Regions from separate parts of the Pan troglodytes genome. Here region 1 is linked to region 2. The links are chromatin contacts, called in public Hi-C maps. All regions are on one chromosome and are shown on one strand. Each heading gives the region's core, a stretch centred on a gene start, on an enhancer-like site or on the middle of the called end of the contact. The rest is flanking DNA. Distances are from core to core; before and after follow the strand shown. Region 1 holds the start of ZNF639 (zinc finger protein 639). Region 2 has its middle 58 kb from the start of ZMAT3.

Evidence for each region. Hi-C and Micro-C count contacts between places; a contact is called where the count stands out from the background.
Region 1: a Hi-C map of induced pluripotent stem cells shows a contact between it and region 2, with 4 times the contacts expected there. The contact joins the promoter of ZNF639 here to the enhancer-like site in region 2. A contact is called at or near these places in 5 of 7 Hi-C or Micro-C datasets (blood, induced pluripotent stem cells, a lymphoblastoid cell line and 1 more), 1 of 1 datasets of contacts at active chromatin or transcription factors (stem cell-derived excitatory neurons) and 1 of 1 other capture datasets (stem cell-derived neural stem cells).

The regions. Positions count from the first base shown.
Region 1 is chr2:182,497,447-182,502,770 of NHGRI_mPanTro3-v2.0_pri, reverse strand. ZNF639 (zinc finger protein 639) reads right to left here and starts at 1,332. Exons shown (of 5, transcript XM_016942322.4): 1 at 1,194-1,332.
Region 2 is chr2:182,202,951-182,207,764 of NHGRI_mPanTro3-v2.0_pri, reverse strand. No RefSeq gene overlaps it. Among named protein-coding and RNA genes, the nearest start is that of ZMAT3, 58 kb to the left of the region's middle. Within about 2 kb of position 3,299, at least 1 of the 24 cell types and tissues checked has an H3K27ac peak or open chromatin away from gene starts, as enhancers often do. A contact at or near this core is called in induced pluripotent stem cells, where this site is marked.

The DNA of each region.
Region 1 (5,324 bases), core at 83-2,582, 300 kb before region 2:
ACATTTGCTCACTAGTCTTCTTAGCAGGAAGATTCTGAATCACAAGCAACCTATCACAGTCCCCCCTCCCTCTGAAATACAAACGACATATGTAAAACGTGTCACTGCAGAAAAATCAGAAAAATGTTAAAAAAATTTTTCTATCACCTAGAAACCAACATCTTTCCACCTGTCATTTTTTTCAACCAACAAGAAAGTCTATGCACAAAATACAATACATACAACAGGCAGTCAGCAATCATCAAATAGATAAACGTTTCAAAAGGCCTTTCATGCAATGTATATTCTTCCTAATTGCTATAAGACGTCTTTACAGTAAATAACTCCATTTTTAACGAGTTTAAAAAGAGTTAAGCTTTCTTTTTCGTTCTCATTAAAATAAGCATATGCTTTAAATTGTAAAAGAATTGAAACAAAACATGTTGCAGGAGAGCCTGAACTAGAATCCACTACATGTCCAACCTGGAGGCAGTCTTTACTGCAATATCACACGGTCACTAAATACTTGATTCGCTATTTTTCAGTCCGGCATAAATCTTTCTCTTCGAAAAAAAAAAAAAAAAAGGTATAAACTGCTTCAAATGATTCGTTTCCCTAGACAGTACTTAAAGACAAAACCAAAAAAAAAGGGTTTCTAAGCACCGTCACGAGTGAGGCGACTCTCAGGCTGGAGGCTTTGGGCGCCAGCATCGACGCCTGCTCTCCGCGGCTACAACTCGTTGCGCGAGCCCGGGGATTCGCCGCCGGAGGTCACGAAGCCGCCGGGCAGGGCCGCAGCGCCAGCGAGGACCCAGGATCGTCCCGAGCCCGGACGCAGCCAGACAAATGCCCGTCGGAGGCGCAGGGCAGAAGTCCCCGGGACTTAGCCGCCTCCACCCCGGCGCCACGCACCAGCCTCGCCCGGGCCCAGAAGCCGGCGCCAAGGAGACTTCCAAGCCCCGACACCAAAGGTTCCGTAAAGACAACGGCAGCAGGGGGCCGAGGGGAGCCCGGCCAAGGCGTCCTGCGCAGGGGGTGGAACTGCTTTCGGGATGGGGGAGGGGAACGCCATCCCGCCATATAACGAAGGCAGAGTTTCCGTATAAAGGGAGCTCCGGTCTCTCCCGCCCTCTCCCGTTAGAAGATGCGCCCGCACGCCCGCGTCCCCTGGAGCAGTCCAGCGCCCGACCCACCCGCTCCTCCCTCACACTCACCAGTCAGTCCCCCGAGGCCCTCCCGGCCGGCCCACGCAGAGGCGGCGGCGGCCGAGAGCGCAGGCGGAGGGGCCGCGCGGTCCTTCCCGCGGACGCACGGCGGCGGGCAGCGCTGCTCCGGCCCTAGCGCTCCCGGACGCTGTGCTGGGCCGACCCCTCTCCCTCCCCGCGCGCCCCACGCCCTGAGCGCCAGGCCCCTGGCCTAGGCTCCGCGGCCGCACTGCCCTGGCCGCCTCGCTCCGCGCCTGCGCCGCGCACCTCAGGGGCCCGCCGAGAGGGCGGGGAGGTGACGAGGTGAGGTGGGGGCAGGGAGCGGGCTGCGCGAACGCACCGCACACGCGGCCTGGGAGGGACCACCGGCCCGCAGCCCCGGGGGAGGCCCAGCGGCCCGCGCCCCCTGCCGGAGGCCTTGCGCCGCCGCAGTCTCCTTCTGGGCGGGGAAGAGCCCCTCCCGAGCCCCGAGGGCGATCCCACCCTCTAGGATTACTCCACGCCAGGCGGCCAGCGAATTTATCCCGCCCGCCTCTACCGCCCCTTCAAGCCCTGGGGAACCGGGAGAAACGTGGCGCGCAGCGGCACCTTTCCCACGCTGCTCCTCAAAGGAAAGGACGCGAGTGGTCTTGCCCAGGTTAGGCAAGGCAGATGGCATCTCAGACCCCGAAGTGTGCCAGCCGCCTGTTGGGGACAGAGAGGCCGAGGACCTCGTCACGGTTTTACTGAGGCCACACCAGAGAACCACCCAGGGCTAGGATGCTGCCCTCAGGGCAAGAGGGTGAAACCTGAAGACTGCGAGTCGTTGTTGAGTTTCACCCGATTCCTTGGCTCGAGAAATAGTGGAATGAATGAGGAGTTAAGGGGGACTGGACTCGACGATTTAAGTCCTTTCTCGACTTTGACTTTCTTTGAGCAGCTGTAGAAATGATTAAATTACACGAGCATAAATAAATTTGTGAACATGGTTCCATAAATGATCTCTGTGCAAGTGTGGTGATATGTTTAATTCAGTCCTTTTGACAATGAGTTGAGGTTTTTAGTCACATTTTACAAAATGGAAAAGTAAATGTGTGAGAAGCTAAAGACTGGGTCTTAATTCATTTTGGTAGCCTAAACCCCTGAGGTTCAAACGGTTAAGAGGATGACTGAGAGCCATGTGGATTATCAGGTACCCAAGGTCACTCGGATAGTTAGGGCTGCAATGATGTCTCTTTGTTCACGTCCACTGCTTTTTCTGACAACCACATGCCAATCAACCAATCAATCGCTGGAAAGTAATAATCACAGACTTTACTCTGATCCCTTCACCATCCCCCAGGAGATAAAGCTATATTTGAAAGAGACACTACTTGTTTGTGAGGCTCAGTTTTTATGACCTCCTAAGTTTTATGTGCGTACTCAGCTCAAATAAATGCTCACGAATGCTAGTATGGCCCGAATTAAAGTTCGAAGAAATGTAGAGACATTTTAAAATCCTAGAATAGTTAGTATCTAGCACAGAACCGGGAATAGGTGGAAACCACAAGGGGGTGTCATGCCACCATCTTACCATTTTGCCTTACCACATAGCCTTGTGTCCAACAAAATCTTTATATTTCAAAATGAAGTTTTACTCCAAAACATTTTGTAGTGAAAGTAAACGCACACTCTCCTCAGCATCCCACGTATTGTTTGCACTTAGAGGAGCTTGACTTTGTTTAGATGTTGTTTAACATAGTCACAAATTGCAAGCAATTTCAAGTTCTTGATTAGCTGGAGTGTTTTTCAGTTTCATTTTTGGGTCCCTCTTTTCCTCATCTCCCGCTCCAAGGGAGGGTGATAGCTGGCATAAAACCCTAAAATCTCAAGAGTACTCAATTGTAGAGTTTGTTAAATACTATTATACATTTGATTCAGGGCTATTAAAACATCGTTCTTCCAACTTTTTCACACACTTGTAGAATAGCTTAATTTCTCCTTCTTTTCCTTCCTTCCTTTTCTTTTTTTTCTTTTTTCTTTCTCACGGTCTCACTCTGTCGCCCAGGCTGCAGTACAGAGATGGGATATCGGCTCACTGCAATCTCCACCTCCTAAATTCAAGCAATTCTCGTGCCCCACCCTTCAGATTAGCTGAGATTACAGGCGCGAGCTGCCACACCTGGCTAATTTTTGTATATTTAGTGGCGCTGAGATTTCACCATATTGGCCAGGCTGGTCTTGAGCTTCTGGCATCAAGTGATCCGCCCGCCTTGGCCTCCTAAAGTGCTGGGATTACAGGCGCGAGCCACCGCGCCCGGCCACTTAATTTCTTCCTGATTAGAAAATAGTTACGTTTTTAGTACAGAATGGAGACAACAGAAAAGTACAAAGAGCAAAAGTAAATTTACCATAATCTCACAACCCTGAGCTCATCAATGGTAACATTTTGCTTTCTATCTTTCCGTTATTTTTATACCTATACTGACATAAAAATTTGTTTTCAAAATTAGAATATTGGCTGTGTTTTTTTCTAACAGGTTCTTTTTTCCAATTAGTATAGCACGAGCATTCTTTATGTTTTTCGTTTGTTTGTTTGTGTGTTTTTGAGACAGAGTCTTGCTCTTTCGCCCAGGCTGGAGTGCAATGACGTGATCTTGGCTCACTGCAACCTCCGCCTCCCAGATTCAAGCGATTCTCCTGCCTCATCCTCCGAGTAGCTGGGATTACAGGCGCGTGGCACCACACGGGGCTAATTTTTGTATTTTTAGCAGAGACGGGTTTCACCATGTTGGCCAGGCTGGTCTCAAACTCCTGACCTCAGGTGATCCGCCCACCTCGGCCTCCGAAAGTACTGGGATTACAGGCGTAATTGTAGTTTGTTGTTTTTTAATTTTGTTAGTGGTGCAAACATTTTAAATTGTAGTTAAAGCAAGTCTATTAATCTTTTCCTTTGCAAGTTCTATTTTTGGCCTTTTGCTGAGATAATCTTTTCTTCTATGCAGGATCTGGTTGCATTTTTTGCTTTAACTTTTTCGTTTGTCTACAATTTATTTTGGGATATGGGATGAAGAGAACTGGGTAAATCTGGACTAGGGCCTGAGTAGCTGCAGTTCTAACAAATTTCCTTTCGAAGTCCGTGCTGCTGGCCTGTGATCACGTCTGGAGAACCACTATCCTAAGTCTTTCCTCACCCAACCCCACACTAACCATATAGTATTTCTCACTATTCCACAGATATGCTCTGCCTTTTTCTCACTTGTGTGATCTAGCACGTTTCTTCCACCTGCAATTTGTTTCCTTTGTTTCTGTAAGATGAAGCTCACAGTTGATCTCTTCTATGAAACCTTGATTTTCCCTTGCCGAAATCTCTGACCAATCTTTAGAGATTCCACAGTAGTTAGTACATTTGTCCACTTCTCCCCAGAGATGGAGTTACTGTGAAGTTATTGAAGCTTAAATTTCAAGTCCCTTCAATTGCGTGAACCTCTTCCAGGACCAGGTGCTTAATTTTGTATTATTTATTTTGAGACAGAATCTCACTCTATCGCCCAGGCTGAAGTGCAGTGGCATGATCTCGGCTCTCTGCAACCTCCTCCTTCTGGGTTCAAGCGATTCTCGTGATTCAGCTTCCCAAGTAGCTGGGACTACAGGTGTGCACCACGATGCCTGGCTAATTTTTGTATTTTTAGTAGAGACGGGATTTCACCATGTTGGCCGGTCTGGTCTCAAACTCCTGACCTCAAGTGATCCACCCACTTCGGCCTCAACAAAGTGCTGGGATTACAGGCATGAGCCACCACACCCAGCCTGTATTAAAATTTTATATTATTTTTCTTAAATTGATCTTCCCAGTTTGCATAAGCTTCTGCCCTTGCAAAATTTGGCTCCATCTGTTCATCATGTTGTCTCTCCACGGACTGTAAGTTCCAGTTTTATTATCTTCCAATCTGCTCCATTTCCCTGCTTAGCACAGTATCTTGCATACAGCCTCATTCATTTCTTTCAGTAGAATATTCATTGCATATCTACCTTGTGTTCAGCACTGTACTAGATACTGGCAATACAGTGTGAGCAAGATAGACGTGGTCATTGGTCTCCTGGTCCTTACAATTGAGTAGGGAATATGGGCAATTATACAACACTGGAATGTAATTAGTAAACTTACATAGTGCAGGTATG
Region 2 (4,814 bases), core at 2,050-4,549:
TTATAGGCTGTAAGATGCTGTTATGCTTTGATTAATCAGGATGCAAGACACATACCCTTACTGTTGTGGGAAAAATTCTTCGGTCTGCACACACAAAAAATGTTTCTGAATGAAGTGAATAGATCACACTGAATTTGTGTGTTGTAAAGTACTTAAGGCATCAGCACATTTTATTAAATCATCTCCAGGAGATTCTTAGCTTTAAAAAAGCCATGATAATATGCACCAAAAAAGTCTTAAATGATTTCAGATTTTCAGCCTTTTTAAAGGCATTTCTGAGGCTCATTCATTGGCTGAAAATCTATTCAAGATCAAATGCTGGGTGTTATCCTTTATAATTTCTTAAAGCGCTGGTGATAAAGTTTCCCAATGTATGATAAATTGATATAAGATTATAAAGATCAGAAATAGATCTTTTTATGTGAGTTTTAAGATTTTTATCATCTGAGTTGAGGCTTAAACCACAACAATTCTTAGTTGTGGGATCTTCATAACTTGAAAATTAAGAATTACAGAAAGATGAAGACAGTTAACTATTGTGTAATGTGAATATTATTTTAAAGGGATCTGATTATGAGTTCTTACCAAAAAAAATCCCCTAAAAATACATTTCATGGTTTTTAATCTTCAAGTCTGTCTGTGTATGTGTGTATATATATTTAGGGGGAATGTATACTAGGAGGGAGTTTATGGAAACATGTTTAAGATGATCATATGCTAGTAATGAAGTGTGTCCAAAGGAACAGATGTAAATTTGCCACTGGAAGAAATATACTCCACCATAGGCAGTCTATAACTTATGCTTGGCATTTTGGATAAATCTTTAAGTATGTAATTAGAGCTTCAAATGTGTTTTGGCTGGAAGTTGTCCCTCTAGACAGGAACAAGATGCCTTTCATATTAGCTTCAATTTTTCATCTTTGCTGATGCCAGAGGCACCTCTCTAACCCTGTTTTCTAGAAATCCTTACTAGGTTATGGACTTTGACCAACGGTATCTAGTGCCACCTTGTGGACTCTCTAGATTTTACAGTTAGCAGTTTGTGGTTGGTGAACTACCTTTAAAGCAGGATGTTTGGTTGAAAACCACCTTGTGGAGGATATGAGTTTTTATCTGTAAATAAAACAAGTCATGCCTTTAAGAGATACTGAGGACTGTTTTTGCAGCTTAAGTCTGTAAAGGATGACAGAGTGGGAAAGTGTTGAATTGGAAATCAGGATCCATATATATGTATGGATAGATATATATGCACAGGCATGTGTGAATGTCTCATTTTTTGTGATTATTTAAAAACGTCTATTTTGTTTAAAAAAATCTGTTCTCTACATATTCGGTTATGTGAACAACAACAAACATGGAAATTAAAATAATGGTCAATGAAAGCCCCAACCAGGAAGTAAAGGACTAGAAAAATCTTTCATCAAAGAAGACTTGAAAATTTAAAAAAACAATTATATACAAGGGCAAATGTTACCAAGCATGGAAATCTTGCTGACATAAAAATTAAACTATAAAATATTAAAATTTTCCCAAACATAGTTTATTTTTGGGGAAAACAATATTTTCCGCTTTAATAAGCTAGCAATGAAGAAAGAGACTTTTTTAAAAAAGTATTTTTATTAAATATTTCAAACATTCAGAAAAAGTACATACTGGGTAACTGGTCTCAGTTCTGTCACCAGTGTGTTCCCTGGCTTGTCACTTGACCTCTTGAAATTCAGATCCCCATAACTGGGGTATTAGGGGTGGATCTAGTTATTTCTTCTTTATTCCTCTCTTTCAGTACTATAGATAATTTAGAAGATTGCTGTTTTCAAAAAGAATTGTTTTTTTTTTTTTTTGGAATACATAAGTCCTGAACTCACTCCTGAACTCCATGCTGCCATGTCCCACCTGTCCAGCGGCAATTGATCGTAGTTAGCAGTTTCTTGAGTCTTTTCCAGATAAAGTCTATGTAACGTGAATGGAGGCATTCCATCCCTACTGTTCTGTTCATCACTTTGGGGTGTGTGTGTGTGTGTGTGTATGTGTGTGTGTGTGTGTGTGACCTTGGCAAGCATTCCATACCAGCACATGTGGATCTATTTCATTGTTTTTCATTCTGTGGTGTTTCCTTGTATGATTTCTAAAATTTCTGTTATTGATCCTCTATTGATGGACATTTATGTAATAATAATTTTTAAAAAACCCTTAAAAATAGCAAAACATATAAAATTTACCATTTTAACCATTTAGTGTACAATCATAATCACTCTCCATCTCCAGAAATTTTTTATCTTCCCAAACGGAAATTTTACTCATTAAACAATAACTCCACATTCTCTCTTCCCCAGTCCCTGGTAACCACCATTCTACTTTCTGTCTCTATGATTTTGACTACTTGAGGTACTTCATATAAGTGGAATCATATGACAATTGTCCTTTTGTGTCTGGCTTATTTCACTTGGCATAATGTCCTCAAGGTTCATCCATGTCGTAGTATGTATCAGAATTTCCTTCATTTTTTAAAATTATTTTTAATTAGGGATATATAATATTGTACGTATTTATGGGGTACATGTGTCATTTTGATACAAACATTCAATGTGTAATGATCAAAGGGTAATTGGGGTATCTTATCACCTCAAGCATTTATCAACTTTCCTTCCTTTTTAAGGCTGAATAATATCCCATTGCATGTATCGATGACATTTTGTTTATTCATCCACTGATGGACACTTACGTTGCTTCTACCTTTTAGCTATTGTGAATAATGCTACTGTGACCAGAGGTGTACATAGCTGAAGACTTGGAAAATTATAAATTATTTTATATATGCAAAGTGTATAAAAGTTTAATTTTTTTCACTGAAGCTTTGATAATTTGAGTCTGTAAAACAAACTGACCATGGATTAACAGGAAAAAAGGCTTACAGATTTATTAATGTACATATGGGCATGGGAGTCATACAAAATATGAAAAACTCAAATGTCCAGACAGCTGATGCTGTAAACCAAAAAGTATCTGAGACAGGTCTCAATCAACTGAGAGTTATTTTGCCAAGGTTGATGATACACCCAGGAAAAAAAGCCACTAGCCACAATAGAATCTGTGGCCCACACTTTTTTTCCAAAGAGGATTTTGAGTGCTTCCATATTTAAAGGGGAAAACATGGGCAGGAGAGAAAAGAAGTGTAGATGAAAGAGGCAAGGAGTTGCAACCTTTTGAAGATTTCATCAGCGTTCAGTGGATCCACATTTTACATGTGAAAGGAGAGGGTAGAGGCATTTGTGTCATGCTCAGTGAATCTACATTTTTACATAAGATAAGTAAACAGAATAGAGGAAGCAGTCAAATATGCATTTGTCTCAGGTGAGCAAGAGGTATGACTTCTGGTTCTATCCTTTGTCCCGTTCTTCTGAAGATAAATTGTTATTGTCAGGGTGAAATTCAACAGAACTGTTTTAGGGTAAGGATCTTGAGGGCCCACAAAAAATTTGCTTGTGAGCAAATTGCGAGGGAGGTATGTAGGTAGTCTTTCATCTTTGTAGCTGTTGAGGAACAAAATGGGAGGCAGTTTTGTGTGACTCAGTTCTCAAGGTTGACCTTTTCCCTTAGGTATGGTGAATATGGGGTCCCAAAATTTTATTTTCCATTCACAACTCTTTAATACTATCTTGAGGTTACAGAAAGAATAGGGGCTTGAAGCTTGTCAAGACACGTTATGGTGGCATGAGAGGTTATGGGAAGGAGAGAAGAGGCAAGCTGTGCTGCAAAGGTGGTCTTGTTATGCAGATGATCTCACAGGTAGCAGCCCTCAGAAAGGAAAAATGGGAGGCTGGGTACGGTGGCTCATGCCTGTAATCCCAGCACTTTGGGAGACCAAGGCAAGTGGATCACCTGAGGTCAGGAGTTCGAGACCAGCCTGGACAACATGGTGAAACCCCATCTCTACTAAAAATACAAAATTAGCTGGGTGTGGTAGCGGGCGCTTATAGTCCCAGCTACTTGGGAGGCTGAGGCAGGAGAATAGCTTGAACCTGGGAGGCGGAGGTTTCAGTGAGCTGAGAGCACACCACTGCACTCTAGCCTGGGCGACAGAGCAAGACTCCATCTCAAAAAAAAAAAAAAAAAAAAAAAAAAAAGAGATGGGAGCCTGTGGTAGATGTTTCTATAAAACCTTTAAAGGTGTCAGGCTCTCAGTTAATCTTTCCTTGTTCTGGACAAGGTGGGGCTTCAGAAAAAGCCTGTTTGCATCTGTTGTTACTTCACTTTATTTCCTCTACAGCTGCAAATCCCCGTAAAAGACTCAGCTTTGCAGGCTGATTCCTGTGTTGCAGGCCCTCTGAGTAGTCATCTCAAAATATGTCAAAGAAGTATATTTTGGAGTGAAACATTTCTTAGTTTCCTTTAGTCCCCCACTTGAAACTTTAGAACGTTTCGCTTATTAATGTTTGGGCGCAGTGGCTCATGCCTGTAATCTCAACACTTTAGGAGGCTGAGGTGGGTGGATCGCTTGAGCCCAGGAGTTTGAGATCAGCCTGGGAAATATGGGAAAAGCCCATCTCTACAAAAAAAAAAAAATAATAATAATTAGCTAGCCACGGTGGCACGTGCCTATAGTCCCAGCTATTCAGGAGGCTGAGGTGGGAGGATCACTTGAGCCTTGAGGGGGAGGTTGCAGTGACCTGAGGTTGTGCCACTCTATCCTGAGTGACAGAGAGAGACCCTGTCTCAAAAAAAAAAAAAAAAAAAAAAAAAAAAAAAAAAAAAAAAAACACAAAACACAGAAGTGTCACTTATTAAAGTAGGATTGGTAGCTATGGAGAGATTTG